Regions from separate parts of the Zea mays genome. Here region 1 is linked to region 2. A link is a contact called in public Hi-C data. All regions are on one chromosome and are shown on one strand. The core of a region is the stretch at or near the end of the contact, and the rest is flanking DNA. Distances in the headings are between cores, read along the strand shown. Region 1 holds the start of LOC100281371. Region 2 holds the start of LOC103642932 (65-kDa microtubule-associated protein 8).

Evidence for each region. Hi-C and Micro-C count contacts between places; a contact is called where the count stands out from the background.
Region 1: a Hi-C map of leaf shows a contact between it and region 2, with 9 times the contacts expected there. The contact joins the promoter of LOC100281371 here to the promoter of LOC103642932 in region 2. A contact is called at or near these places in 3 of 25 Hi-C or Micro-C datasets (bundle sheath, leaf and leaf mesophyll).

Annotation. Positions count from the first base shown.
Region 1 is chr1:199,017,727-199,020,925 of Zm-B73-REFERENCE-NAM-5.0, reverse strand. It overlaps LOC100281371, which reads left to right and starts at 1,609. Exons shown (of 4, transcript NM_001154289.1): 1 at 1,609-2,236; 2 at 3,141-3,199. The coding sequence starts at 2,024.
Region 2 is chr1:198,211,115-198,214,360 of Zm-B73-REFERENCE-NAM-5.0, reverse strand. It overlaps LOC103642932 (65-kDa microtubule-associated protein 8), which reads right to left and starts at 1,461. Exons shown (of 11, transcript NM_001322877.1): 1 at 1,197-1,461; 2 at 907-1,110; 3 at 568-813; 4 at 252-470. The coding sequence starts at 1,280.

The sequences.
Region 1 (3,199 bases), core at 360-2,859, 810 kb before region 2:
CTGTAACCCGTTTTTAGCCCTCGTATGGTACGACACCAAGATTAAATGCTCGGACGTACCAACCTCGTTGTGTAGTGCGGCTAGTAGAGATGTAAATGATACAGAAATTACCTGTCAGATATTTGAATTCGATTAGTATAAAATGGTTGTGATCCGATCTGTATTTCGAGTTTAGGGTATTCAACATCTAATCTATATCCATGTGCTCAAAGTTGGATATTTACGCGATGTCAATATCCATTCAAATTGTATTTAGTTGTAGCCATGTATTTATCTGTCCTACATCATAGCATATACTTTACATTATGTCTTGTACAATTGTTAAAATAAATTGCTAAAAATAATTAATATGTCATGTGAAAAAATTGCCAAAGTTTTCCCAATTTCCATAGCATCCGTCATAAAAATGTCATGAATATAACATATAGACACATATAAACAAAATATCATCTACATTACAATAGTCCATACTTGCAGAAGAGAGCATCTCGTATAGTATCCCAATAGTCCATGACATTTATGCAATCGAATGAATTAGTGTATTGAAGTTTGAAAGTCCAAATAAAATATATCCAGGTTTTAAAACCATTACTCTCTCTCAATGTCTCCTAGACTTACCACTTTCCTTGTTAGCGCATGTAACCCATTTAATATAGTGTCGAGACCGACTCTTCACGAAGAGTCTGTCTTTACACGACTCTCCAAACATATTGTTTCTTAACTCTATTTATAGTCTAGTGTCTTAGGGTTGTATCATGCGATCTCTTAAGTTTTTTTGTATTTAGAAAGCCTAACCTTGTCTCAGGGTTCTACATTCCTCTAGTGTTGGTGACCAGAGTGTAAGTGCTAGGAAGACAATGATGTCTGTGTGTTGGCTTCTGTGTGTGCTCGCTGTCAAGATTGGGTCGAAGGTGCATCCTATCCTATAGCTGAGACGTTTCAATCTAAATTATCACTCAACTACTAAAATCAAATAAAAATAAGGATCCTTAGTTAGGCTCTGATTGTTTTGAATTATAATCGGACTAGATTATATGATCTAACAATTTTTAAACTAAAGATTACTTTAAAATTTGTTAGACTATATTATCTGGATATATTATAATCCCAGACAAATACACTCTTATGACTAGTTTGGAAACTACATTTTCTAAAGGGATTTTTAATTCTCTTGGAAAAATAAAATTCCTTAAAAAATGATGTCCAAAACTAGCCGTTAGCACTGTAAAATTCTAGTTTTTTGGATATAGGGAAATTCAGAAAACGGGCGTTCCACTACGTGCAGGATCAGTTTTCTCTGACCTGCTGCTGCTGAAATCAGCGGTCAGTAAAAGCTGACGCCTGCAGAAAATGCCCCATATTGCTGCTGGACGCCTTCTACATTTGGGCCTGTATAATGCGGTGGTAGGCCCAACGTTTAGGCCGCAGGCCTGGTTGCCAAAGCCAGAGACGGAGACGGAGAGGGGCCTAGAGCCCATCTCGCGTCGAACAATGGGAAAGAACTCCTTCCTTCACAGTTCACGCGGACGGATATCTCGTCTCGGTCAGTTCGCTTCGTGAGTTATCTTTATCTCCTCTCGATCGATCGCTTCCTCCATCGAGGCGGTAAAGCGCCGCCCAGATCGCCGGAAGCAAGCGGCGACCTCACCAGCTCCGAGCAGCAGCAGGTACGAGTCTATACTCCACTTCCTCTCCGTCTCACCCCGACTGGCGATTTCTTGCATAGGGCTTGCGGCCCCGGTCAGATCTTGCTCCGGCACTCGCTGCCAGCCTGATCGGAGCCTGGAGTCGCAGGGTGGGAGCGGACTCCATTCAACGGAATCTTCCCCTATGGTGGCTGCTGCTGTGCGTTACCGGCCAGCCGCGTGCCCAGTTTACTCCCGTCCGGTCTATCCCGTTCCTCAGCCGATTCCGCCCACCCGAACCGTGACCACCTGATCTTTTCCTATGCCCATGCTGATCGTTTGGGGATTCGTCTCTGCAGGGAGGCTCGTGGAACCATTAGTCGTTTTCTGGCAGCGGCATGGAGGGGCTGAGCTGGAGAACGGTGTGTTGTTTATCGGTGCTCTGTGCCGTGCTGTTCTTGCGCCCGGCCGAGGGCATCCGCTTCGTGATCGATAGGGAAGAGTGCTTCTCGCATAACGTGGAATACGAGGGGGATACTGTCCATGTATCCTTCGTCGTCATCAAGGCTGACACCCCGTGGCATTACAGCGAGGAGGGCGTCGATCTTGTGGTAAGGGACTACTGGTTCGGTCTGAGCCTATCTGCTTCTGACAGAAATCTTAAATTATGTATATTGATTGATGCATTCTTGGGTCGTATCTACGACTATTTAGGCCTTGTTCGGTTATTCTAATTACATGTGGATTGGAGTGTATTAGAATGGATTGAGATGAAATTTGACTTGCTATGGATTTAAACCGACTCAATATCACTCAATCCACATGGATTAACAGTGAACGAAAGCCTTTAGGGCGCAACGATGAAGTGATGAACTAATAATTCAACAAAATTACATATGCACCTATGCTACTATTTAAAGGGTCTGCATCATTGATTATGGATGTGAAAGAAATATACGTTGGAATGCCCAATTGATCATATGGGGATTATATTGCTACAGTCCAATTATGGGATGGAAGGAATGTGGTGTGGGGTTTTGAGCACAGGACATGATCTGTGGAACTTAATAGCCTTAACTAAAGCTGTTTGTTGCATCTTTTTCTGACTGGTATCTAACATAATCTGAAGTCTAAGGGTTTGAATTATGTAGATGTAAGGTATTCAATTTGTGTAATGAAGAAAAAAGAAACCTCTAATTATATTTGTTACTTTTTAATGTTAATCTTTAATAACTAATGGGTCCGTCAACAAATTAGTTGGCTGGTGACAGCTTCAACTTTGAACTCCTGTTGCTCTCTTAACTTTATCGGATTTTTCAACTCCTGTCCTTATTTTCTTTTGCTGCAACAAAGCTTTGATGGATCAGACAGTTTGACTTAGTAAGCTCATTAACTAGTCTTGTTTGGTGCTTGTTGGGCTCATTAACACAAGCACTGTAGAACCTTTCCTCGATTTATAGTTTTTCCTTGTTTTACCTAGCGTTCCAACTGTAACGCCATCTTGACTAATGACAGGTTAAGGATCCTAATGGCGCTCAAGTCCGTGATTCCCGAGATAAGACTAGTGACAAGTT
Region 2 (3,246 bases), core at 212-2,711:
AGTTCAAGATTCTCTCTCTTTTTCTTGAACATTCGCATGGTATATTTCCTGTTAGAACTAGCAACAGGAATAACTTGCTAATACTAACGTTATTAATGAGTATTCTCTTTATGCTATTCTTGAACTAAGTATTGTATTAGAATATTTTATTATCCCTGAGAACCTGAATGTATCCTCTGTTTTTCATGCTGCCGCTGAAGCGAATGGGGCTACTGGCTAAAATGGTTGGAACCACAAGGATGGCAAATCACCTTTTCCCTTCTATTGCTCTTCTCTTGTTTTAGCTGCTGAACAGTCATATTGAGCTTGTTAAGGATGTCATCACTGATATTCTTCGTCTGCTGCTCATTTGGTCCATCTAGCAACCTTGGGTGAACACTAGCAAGTATCTCTGAAGGATCCATTCCCATCACTTTCGCAAAATTGTGAATTAGAACTTTGTATTCTTCCACTTTGCAGAGGCGGTCACTCTGGAGGAAATAAACGAGATCAGATCCAGACGTGCTATAGCATTGTCTTACGACATCGCACGTTTATTATCAGGTGAAGGAGGCATGGCATGCGTACCTTTTCTCTCTTCAGCCTTCGCAATTCGCTTTGGAACTCCTCGAGCTTCTTTAGCGACAGGTCCTCTTCATTCACAGCGACAGCTCCACCCGCTAACCGTCCAGCGATTTCAGAAGCGATTCTGTGTGTTTCAGTCTGAACCTCCACGAACTGCTTTACTCTGGCGTCCTTTCTCATCTGCATTTCTTGTAGGGCGGGCGTGATGGAATTGAGCTGCTCCTTCAGGGTGCCTGCCATTTTCTCGGGCTGCAGAAATTCGTTTCCAGGTTAGCTTCCAGTTGTTCCCTGTTGGATATGGATAAATAAATATGACGATACCCGCGAGATCAGGGTGTTTACTCGTGCCGGGAACGATCTTTCTCCGAGGGATAGCAGCAGGTTGGTAAATTCAGCCTCGGATTCAGCTAAGGCTTGGTGCAGCTGGATCCTGGACATGTTGGCACTGTTTACTTTTCTTCGGTAAACTTCCTGGCACTCCTGCTCGAGCTCTTCGAGTATTCTCTCCCTTTCGCTCTGCTCTTGCCCAACTTCATCCCATATCATCTAAGAACCAATGCAGAGTTCAGTAAGAACTGAACAGATATATATTCTTTTTTTTTTGTTGTTGTTGTTGGAAAAGCTCTGCGTACCTTGAGTTCTTGAAGCAAGTATGCACATGAAGACTCTGGCAACGCAGCGCCGGGAGCTTTTTCAGCCATACTGAGTGATCCCATCTCTCGGACCTGACAAACTCAGAGCAGAAATTGCTCGGCCGAGTTCAGCTGCGCGCGGTACGTTACATGCTTAGAGGTGGTGGCCGTGGAGGGCATGGATTTAGCATGTGTATGTGACAGGAAAGCTGCGAAATACAGTGGTGGCTGCTGCTGCTAGTGGCTTTAGATGCTGGTTTTGCTTGCAAGACACGTAGCATATTTGTGGTGTGGTTGGTGTTCGCCATGAGAGCATGCATGGCCTCTCTCTCTCTCTCTACTCTAGCTGATCTGGTGGCATCTTGAAATTTTAATCAATAGTAACAGCAGCCTTAGTGACGATAATAATTAATTCTGGAGGAAAGTTGGGAAGGTCTCGTCTCTCTCTGAGACGTTTCTCCTTTTCACTCATTCATGTGCTACTAATGATAATGAAACTGAAACAAAAAGATGGGTGTGCTATATCACGCTGATGGCTGCGCTGCATCTTCAGCGGATTGAATTCTGGCGCGAGCTGAGCTCTCCAGCTGAAGCCGCACGCTACTGGAGTAATGGATGGGTGCCGCTTTTGTTCAGCTTTACTGGACATGTGCGCCCTTTGGAGGGCGACATGCCTTTTTTTTTTGGCCACTAGCTGGTTGATCTGAAAGTAACAGAGCCATTTTTTTGGGCCAATAGGCGGTTGCCGGCAGGCCTCTGTGAGCTTTGAAACTTCCGTGTTCTTGCTTGTTCCTAACCACGAGACTGAGAGCATCCCAATATTCTGGACTCAGAGCATGGCGTTCGAATCTGGTTTTACCTTTTATTTTAATTTTTATTATTATTATGGCATCGATGTTGCTTATCTGAATTCAAGCTTGTGCATGGTGACAAGGGCATCCTAGCATCATGCTGTGTGTGCCTCGTGTTGGCATGTCAACGTTGCGAGGGCAAGATGGCATGTCAGCGAGAGGTATAGCAACCTGCCATCTTACCGTAGTACCTTGTCCCGGTGGCCGAGAGTTTAGAGCCCAAGATGGTTGCCGTATCGGTATCGACCATCACACGTTGCTCTGGTTTTTCCTGCGAAAATGGGCTCAGAATCAGATGGAATGAAACATCAAACGAAAAAATAAAAAAAGTCTCGTCTTCCTCTTCCGTTTGTTAGTCGAGATTAACCTGTGATCAAGCAACAACTCACACTCACAGGAGTTGCCTCCTCGCTCAGGGGAGAAAGCACTACAGGTAAAAGTCTTTGATTTAGCATGCAACAGCAGTTCAGGGGGTCAGAGTGTGATTATGAGCCTCGGCGAGCAATGACTTCACTTCTCTAAATCTGCATGTAAACTTTTGAAGATGGGCATTCTTTTATTGGAGTCTTTCTGAATGGAGTGGTGAAATCATGTGGCAGATGCACCAGATACATAGATATACTCCTGCAGGGTACGAACTTTGGCCACAATACCCATCCTAGAAAAAATTAGGAGGAGGAAATTAGATAATTTAGTATTAGCTAAGCTAGAACGCCTGTAGTGGTAAGTTACTGAAGATAACGCATCACACTTCCTCTAAGACATTCTAGAAGTGGCACGCCATAAAGTGTACGTCCTACTCCAAATATGCACGCAAACAATAGAATAAGGACTTTGGAATGATTCAGATGATATGGTGCAAATGTTGACAATAATTTTATCCCTACGGTACTTGTGACTAATGAGGACCCTAAACCCAGGTTCATGCTAGAGTGTGAGAAGCGCTCATATTAGGTTAAATGGAAAGAAGTAATAGATATAGAACTGTGCTCACTTACAAAGAAGCAAGGATTCGGCCCTATCAGCCACACACTCCCTAGAGTTATCCTAGTTGCCTTCAAATGGGTGTTCGTTGGAAAGTGGGTTGCAGACAATATGGTGGTCAGATAAAACCGATGATTGTAGCACAAGTGTTCACGCAGAAACCCAACATCGATTACAATGTTCTTCTCCTTGCGTGTTCATTGAAAAATCTTATA